Regions from separate parts of the Sus scrofa genome. Here region 2 is linked to region 1. A link is a contact called in public promoter capture Hi-C data. All regions are on one chromosome and are shown on one strand. Each heading gives the region's core, a stretch centred on a gene start, on an enhancer-like site or on the middle of the called end of the contact. The rest is flanking DNA. Distances are from core to core; before and after follow the strand shown. Region 1 holds the start of HSD3B7 (3 beta-hydroxysteroid dehydrogenase type 7). Region 2 holds the start of ZNF629 (zinc finger protein 629).

Region 1 (3,155 bases), core at 186-2,685:
TTAGATGGTGGCCGACATGCGGGAGAAGCGCTACGTGCAGGAGGGCATTGGCAGCAGCTACCTGTTCCGGGTGGATCATGACACCATCATCGATGCCACGAAGTGTGGCAACCTGGCGAGGTTCATCAACCACTGCTGCACGGTGCGCGGGGGGCCGGGCCGGGCCGGGGTGGGGCGGGGGCCAGGGGCACAGCCGCAGCTCACCCCATCCTTGTCCTGCAGCCCAACTGCTATGCCAAGGTGATCACCATCGAGTCGCAGAAGAAGATCGTGATCTACTCCAAGCAGCCCATCGGTGTGGACGAGGAGATCACCTACGACTACAAGTTCCCGCTGGAGGACAACAAGATCCCGTGTCTGTGCGGCACCGAGAGCTGCCGCGGCTCCCTCAACTGAGGTGGGGCAGGACTGGTGCCCTCACCCCTATTTATTCCCCTTGGTGCCCTGAGCTCCCAGCCCACCCAGCCTTAGTGGGCTCAGCAGGGCCCACGTGCCCCATCTCCGAATGTGGGGTTGGGGGCCCCCCGAGCCCAGGAGGGAGCCTCAGTCCCTTGAGGCGACTTCTGCTTCCCCTCTTGCCCCTGCCCACCCATCCCCTGAATTTTTTTTCTTTGCGGAGAAGAAGCTGTAAATGTTTTGTAGCTGCCAGCAGCTGTTTCCTGTGGAAACCTGGGGTGCCGGCCTGTACAGATCCTGTTCTTGGGGGCTGCACAGCCCCCTTGCTTTGTGTTCATGGGGCTTCCCCTTTGTGCCCTGCGTGCACCCCTCCCCAGTTTAGGGGTCTCTAGGGGCAGTGGCCATGTTCTCCCCCTGGGGGGGGGCCCTGCGCCCCCAGTCCTGGGGACTCCGTGCCTGGAACCCTGCCTCATCTTCTGTTCCTGCCAGACCCTGTGGGTCACCCTCCCAGCCTGGTGTCTGGAAGCTCCGGCTTTGCCAGGCCGGGATGGTGGGGGGCGGGCCCTTCCTGTTGGGCTGGACTGTACATATGTTAATAGCGCAAACCCAACGCCACATTTTTATAATTGTGATTAAACTTTATTGTACAAAAGTGCTTGGTCAGTATCTTTGGGAAAGAGTAGGGTGGGATGGGGGCTGAGGACAGAGGGTGGGGCAAGTGAAGAGAGGGGGAAACAGGTGGCCTGAAGCTTGGGGTGGGGAGAGGGCCTTTCGGGCAAGAGCCAGGACCTGCAGACTCAGCCACCATCACTCTGGGCCACCTGCTAGGCTGGAACAGCCATCCAGAAATCCCCCGCCAAGGCCGGCCAGGGCAGGGCCAAGGTCAGGCCTCCCTTCCCTTCCCAGAACCACAGCTGCTGCTGGGCTTCTGGCCTCCTGGGAAATCCAGCAGGAGGGAAAGACTGACATCATGCCCTGGGAGCGAGGTCACCCTGCCTGCTCCCTTTACCTCGCCCACCCAGCAGGTTCCAGCTTCCCCATTCCCTTTCCTCAAGTTCTCTGCTGGAAGCAGATGCCAGTGCAGCGTGGAGTGGCCACCAGAGGGTGCCCTGTGGCAAGAGTAAGGTGGGCGGAGAGGTGGAGGCTGGGCTGGTCTCTGTTCCTGGAATGGGCCAGGAGGGAGGAGGAGCAAGCGGAAGGGGACTGTGTCACGGGCCCGCTGGCCTGGGGGACGAAGACGGCCTCCCGGTGGCCAGTTTGGGTGTCCTGGGACCTTGGCAGCAGGTAGGCAGCAGTGATGCCAGGGCCTGGGGTCCCTTCCCCCCATCCCGGCCCTTCCCACCTTCCTCTCCCTGCCGTCCCGGCTCCCTGCCAACTGCCTTTCCTTTTCTGTCTCGGGACCTCCTCCTCCGCCTCAAACCCTGAGCCCTCCCTGCACGCCAAGCCTTCCCCTCATCTTGGTAAGTGCGGCTGGCAGGGTTGGGACAGGTAACCTGGCTGCGGCTCCCACGGCTGCAGCCTCTGGAAACGGCTCTGGGCCCCGGGTCACTGTTGCTGTCCACTAAGCCAGAGGCCTCTTCTAGGAGTAACAGGTGGGCTGTAGGTGCCGGGGCAGGTGGCAGCAGGCAACCCAGGTGAGCCAGGGTGTCTTTCCCCAGCAGGGCATGGCAGATTCTGCTCAGGCCCAGAAGCTGGTGTACCTGGTCACAGGTGGCTGTGGCTTCCTGGGGGAACATGTGGTCCGCATGCTGCTGCAGCAGGAACCCCGGCTCTGTGAGCTGCGCGTCTTCGACCTACACCTGGGCCCCTGGCTGGAGGAACTGGAGACAGGTGACTGTGGTGGGGACAGAGTGGGGACGGGGGGAGAGGATGTGGACTTCCTTCCTTGGGGTGGAAAAGATGATGTCTCCTATGTTTTCCAGTGTGGACGGATGGGATGAATGAGTCACATTGGGAATATGTGGCTTCCAAGGGTGTGGGCCAAACCCAGCAGCTGGCCTGTGGCCTCAGCTCTGACATTGCCTCTGGCTGCTCCTACCCATCCCCAGGGCCCGTGCAGGTGACTGCCATCCAGGGGGACGTGACCCAGGCCCATGAGGTGGCAGCGGCTGTGGCCGGAGCCCACGTGGTCATCCACACAGCTGGGCTGGTGGATGTGTTCGGGAGAGCCAGTCCGGAGACCATCCATGAGGTCAACGTGCAGGGTGAGCGGCTCTCCACCTACTCTGATCACACACGCAATCCTCCCTGGCGCATGGCCTGAACTTGGCTGTTTGTTCCCTGCCCCCTCTTTGACCTTGACCTCTGTAATTCTCCTGTGACAATCTGTCCTGTGGACACTCCTGCCCATCATGGCGGGCTGGCCCTCACTGACCTGCCGTGGTTCGCCCTGGGCCTGGAGCTGGAAGACTCGGGTCCTCCTCCAGCTTTGGGATGGGGAGCGGAAAGATGCAGAGGGGGAGGAAGCTTTGGTTTAGACGTCCCCCCCTACCCCAGGCACACAGAATGTGATCGAGGCTTGTGTGCAGAATGGAACACGCTTCCTGGTCTACACAAGCAGCATGGAAGTTGTGGGGCCCAACATCAAGGGCCAGCCCTTCTACAGGTGAGCTGAGGTTCCCCTCAGTCCTTCAAGGCCCCCCTCTCTCCCCAGCATTAAGAATTTTCCCTCTCCCCCCACTAGGGGCAATGAGAATACCCCATACGAGGCAGCACACAGACATCCGTATCCTCGCAGCAAGGCCCTGGCTGAGCGGCTG
Region 2 (3,113 bases), core at 154-2,653, 150 kb before region 1:
GCTCCACATGGCCATGTGGGGTAGGCACTGTGTGTCTGGGGGCAGTGGTGCAAGGACTCAGGAGGAGGCAGCTGGGTGGTAACCAGAGTGAGGCAGGAGCCAGCAGAACCCTGCCACATAACAGGAGGAGATGGGAGTTAAGATTTTAGGAAGTAAATGAATTGCTTCATCTCTGCAGCTCCTTACGTTGTGAGAACCCCCACTCCCAGCCCTAAACGTCTTTGGGGACATGGAAGCAGGGACCTCTGCCAAGCTGGGCGGCTGCCCCCGCTATGTTTGCTGAGGACAGGTAAGAGCTTGTGTACCTTGATCGTCTGGAAAATTCAAACTCAGCGGTCCAGTGTAGAAGGGAACGGGTTAATGACAGGGCCGACATGGAGTATGAAAGTGGGGAGAAGGAGCGAGGCAAGAAGTGCTGGGGCCTGCACCGGCCTCTCCTCGGACCTCAGGCCAGTCCCACGGCGGAGGGAGGGCGAGCGAGAAAAAAGGAGAGGAGGAAGGCTGCTTTCCAGAGAGGTGTGGAGAGCGGCCCAGGGTGACCCTGACATGGAGGCAGCTGCGGGAATGCAGCCGCCCTGGCCTCGGCCCCCCCGCGCCCGCACCGGCCGGGACCCTGGACTTCTGCTCCAGCCGGTGCCCGCGACCCTCCTTCCGGCGCCCAAGCCCCAGCCCCCGCCCGGCATCCTCCCCTCCCCTCCCCCGCCCAGGGCACCCAGGATTCCCGGCTCGCCCGCGGCGCCCCAGCCCCCGGCCCGGGCGGCCGAATTCCCTCTTCCCAGAATCCTCACGCCCTCCCCTCCCCCACAGCCAGACCCTCGCGCTCTTCCCAGAATCCTCGGCCCTCGCGGCCCCTGCCCGGCCCCCACCCCTGCCTCGGGCGGCCCGGGGGCGGGGGAGGGGGCTCAGGCCCGGGCCCGCCCCGCCTCCCGCGCCCCATTGTTCCCCGGCGGCCGTCCCGGGCCCTGCGGGCCACCCCCCGGGAACCCTGGCGTCCCCAACTCACGGCTCTGGGGTCTGGGAGAGGCCGCAAGGCAAAATCCAGCCCCAGGGGACTTAACCCCTTGAATGCCCTGCCTTGGGGGGCGGGCTAGATGCCGAGGACTCTGGGGTCCTTCTCAAGGGGTGATCCCAGGCTGAGGACCCGGGGACCAGTTCAGGGTGACTGGGACGGAGCAGGAAGTGACCCCAGCTTCCCGGGCCCCTCTAGCCTGGAGTCAGAGCATCAGCTCTATGGGATTTAACCCTTTGGCTCCCACAGCTTGGGAAAAAAAAGAGTACGGGGAAGCGGGGAGGTAGCCGAGACGACGCCCCTCTCTCCGTCTCCAGTGGGAGCTGGTTCTGGGGGAAACCCAGACGCCAGTGAGGGGCTCCAGATTTCTGGCCACCTACTACCATCTCACAGGGGCTCCGCCTGCCGCTCCCGGAAAGCCCTATCTCTGATTTGGTGGCTGCTGTTCCCCCGGGGCCTGCCTTTGTTGGGACTCAGACCCAGGGTTGGGGCTTGGAAGCCCCCGGGGTTGTGGGGTGGGAGCAGGGGCTGGCACGACACACCCAGAGCAGGAGCATCCTACAGACTGAAAAATGGCTTCGATGAAGTGAGAAGTGACAGCAACAAGAATTTGGGCTGAAGGGACCAGCACAACCAATGAGACATTTGTGGCAGCCTGTGCCTCTGGCCCCAGCCTCACGGAGGGTGTTGGCGGCCCCTCATCCTCAAACAGGTCCCCTGAGAGGGGGAAACCAAGGCCCTAGGGGTGGCAGGAGGGAGGAGAGCCAGACCTTCTCCCCGTAGCTCTGAAGGCACCCTGCTCAGAGCAGAAGAAACCTCTTGAAAACCTGGGGGAAATGTAGGAACCTCCCAAGGTCCAGGTTATCTGGGCTTCGGATTTTTACAGCCGTTATGTCTTTCCTTCCTCTACACAAGCCGTGATTGTCCCCATTTCACAGAAGAGGGAAAAAAAGGTGTGAGAAGTGAGGCAGTGGCTTCAGGCCCTGCCATCCTTACTTAAATGTAACACATTGGTGTATGGAAAGCCTTTTATTATACGGCAATGTGGGGACACCTCAAAGTGAAACATCAGACTTTCTGCCCTCAAGAACTCAAGAGGTTTGGTGTGTGTGTGAGAGAAACACAAAGGAATTATAGGAAAGCGTCAAAAGGGCTAAATGTCCAGAGATATGAGGGAGCAAGAGAAGGAACAAACCCTGAGGGAAAGGTAAAGGGGACACAGCTCCTCTGGGCCTGCATCTGGGCTTTGGAGCTGTGGGCTTGGCCTCTGCTCCCTTATCAGCACTGTCTCCTTCTTGAGGCCTATCACCATCTAATCCCTGGCTCCCATCACTGTTGACAACTCCCTCTCACCTTAGGGCCTCTGGCTTCCCCTTGTTCTCCTCCCCCCCTTGTTCTAGAAGCAGCCACCTGCATTACCTGGACACAATTTGACTCTCCTGCACACACAGGCATGCAGGTCAGCTCCACCAGGGCAGGGGCTTGGCCGTGCCTAGAACAGGGACTGGAAGGGAGCAGGTGCTCAGTGTGTGGAACAAAGCTGTCCTGCCTCAGGTGTTTCTAGATTAAGCCCTGAGGCCCCAGGAGATGGGACAAAGTTGGGCAAAGGCACCACTGCTGGGCTCCAACTACACAATCACATTTGCCCACAGACCCCACCCCACCCAAGACACAGGTGAGGACGAGGCCAACTGGGGATCAGAGAGGCTTATGGGCACATCCTGAAACCCTCTCTTGCTCTCCCAGGGCTACAGAAAGCTGATCTGGACCTGGGTCAAGGAACAGTGAAAGGTGAATTTGGCCTACAAGGCTTGGGGGGCTTCTTTAAACTGAGTTAATTTGCCACATTTAAAAATCAGTACAAGGAGTCCCAGTCGTGGCTCAGTGGCTAACAAACCCGACAAGTGTCCATGAGAACACAGGTTCAATCTCTGGCCTTGCTAAGTGGGTTGAGGATCCAGCATTGCCATGAGCTGTGGTGTGGGTCACAGACACAGCTCAGATCTGGTGCTGCTGTGGCCTGGCAGCCATGGCTCCAATTCAACCTTTGGCGTGGGAACCTCCATATGCTACCCATATGGCTGTAGAAAAGACCAAAAAAAAA

Evidence for each region. Promoter capture Hi-C pulls out the DNA fragments that hold promoters and counts their contacts.
Region 2: a promoter capture Hi-C map of fetal liver shows a contact between it and region 1, with 3 times the contacts expected there. The contact joins the promoter of ZNF629 here to the promoter of HSD3B7 in region 1. A contact is called at or near these places in 1 of 5 promoter capture datasets (fetal liver) and 1 of 2 datasets of contacts at active chromatin or transcription factors (alveolar macrophages).

The regions. Positions count from the first base shown.
Region 1 is chr3:17,461,661-17,464,815 of Sscrofa11.1, reverse strand. It overlaps HSD3B7 (3 beta-hydroxysteroid dehydrogenase type 7), which reads left to right and starts at 1,435. Exons shown (of 7, transcript XM_005655085.3): 1 at 1,435-1,680; 2 at 2,055-2,226; 3 at 2,445-2,600; 4 at 2,893-3,001; 5 at 3,080-3,155. The coding sequence starts at 1,564. It overlaps SETD1A (histone-lysine N-methyltransferase SETD1A), which reads left to right. Exons shown (of 21, transcript XM_021086406.1): 20 at 5-142; 21 at 223-1,048. The coding sequence ends at 396.
Region 2 is chr3:17,608,390-17,611,502 of Sscrofa11.1, reverse strand. ZNF629 (zinc finger protein 629) reads right to left here and starts at 1,403. Exons shown (of 3, transcript XM_005653002.3): 1 at 1,004-1,403.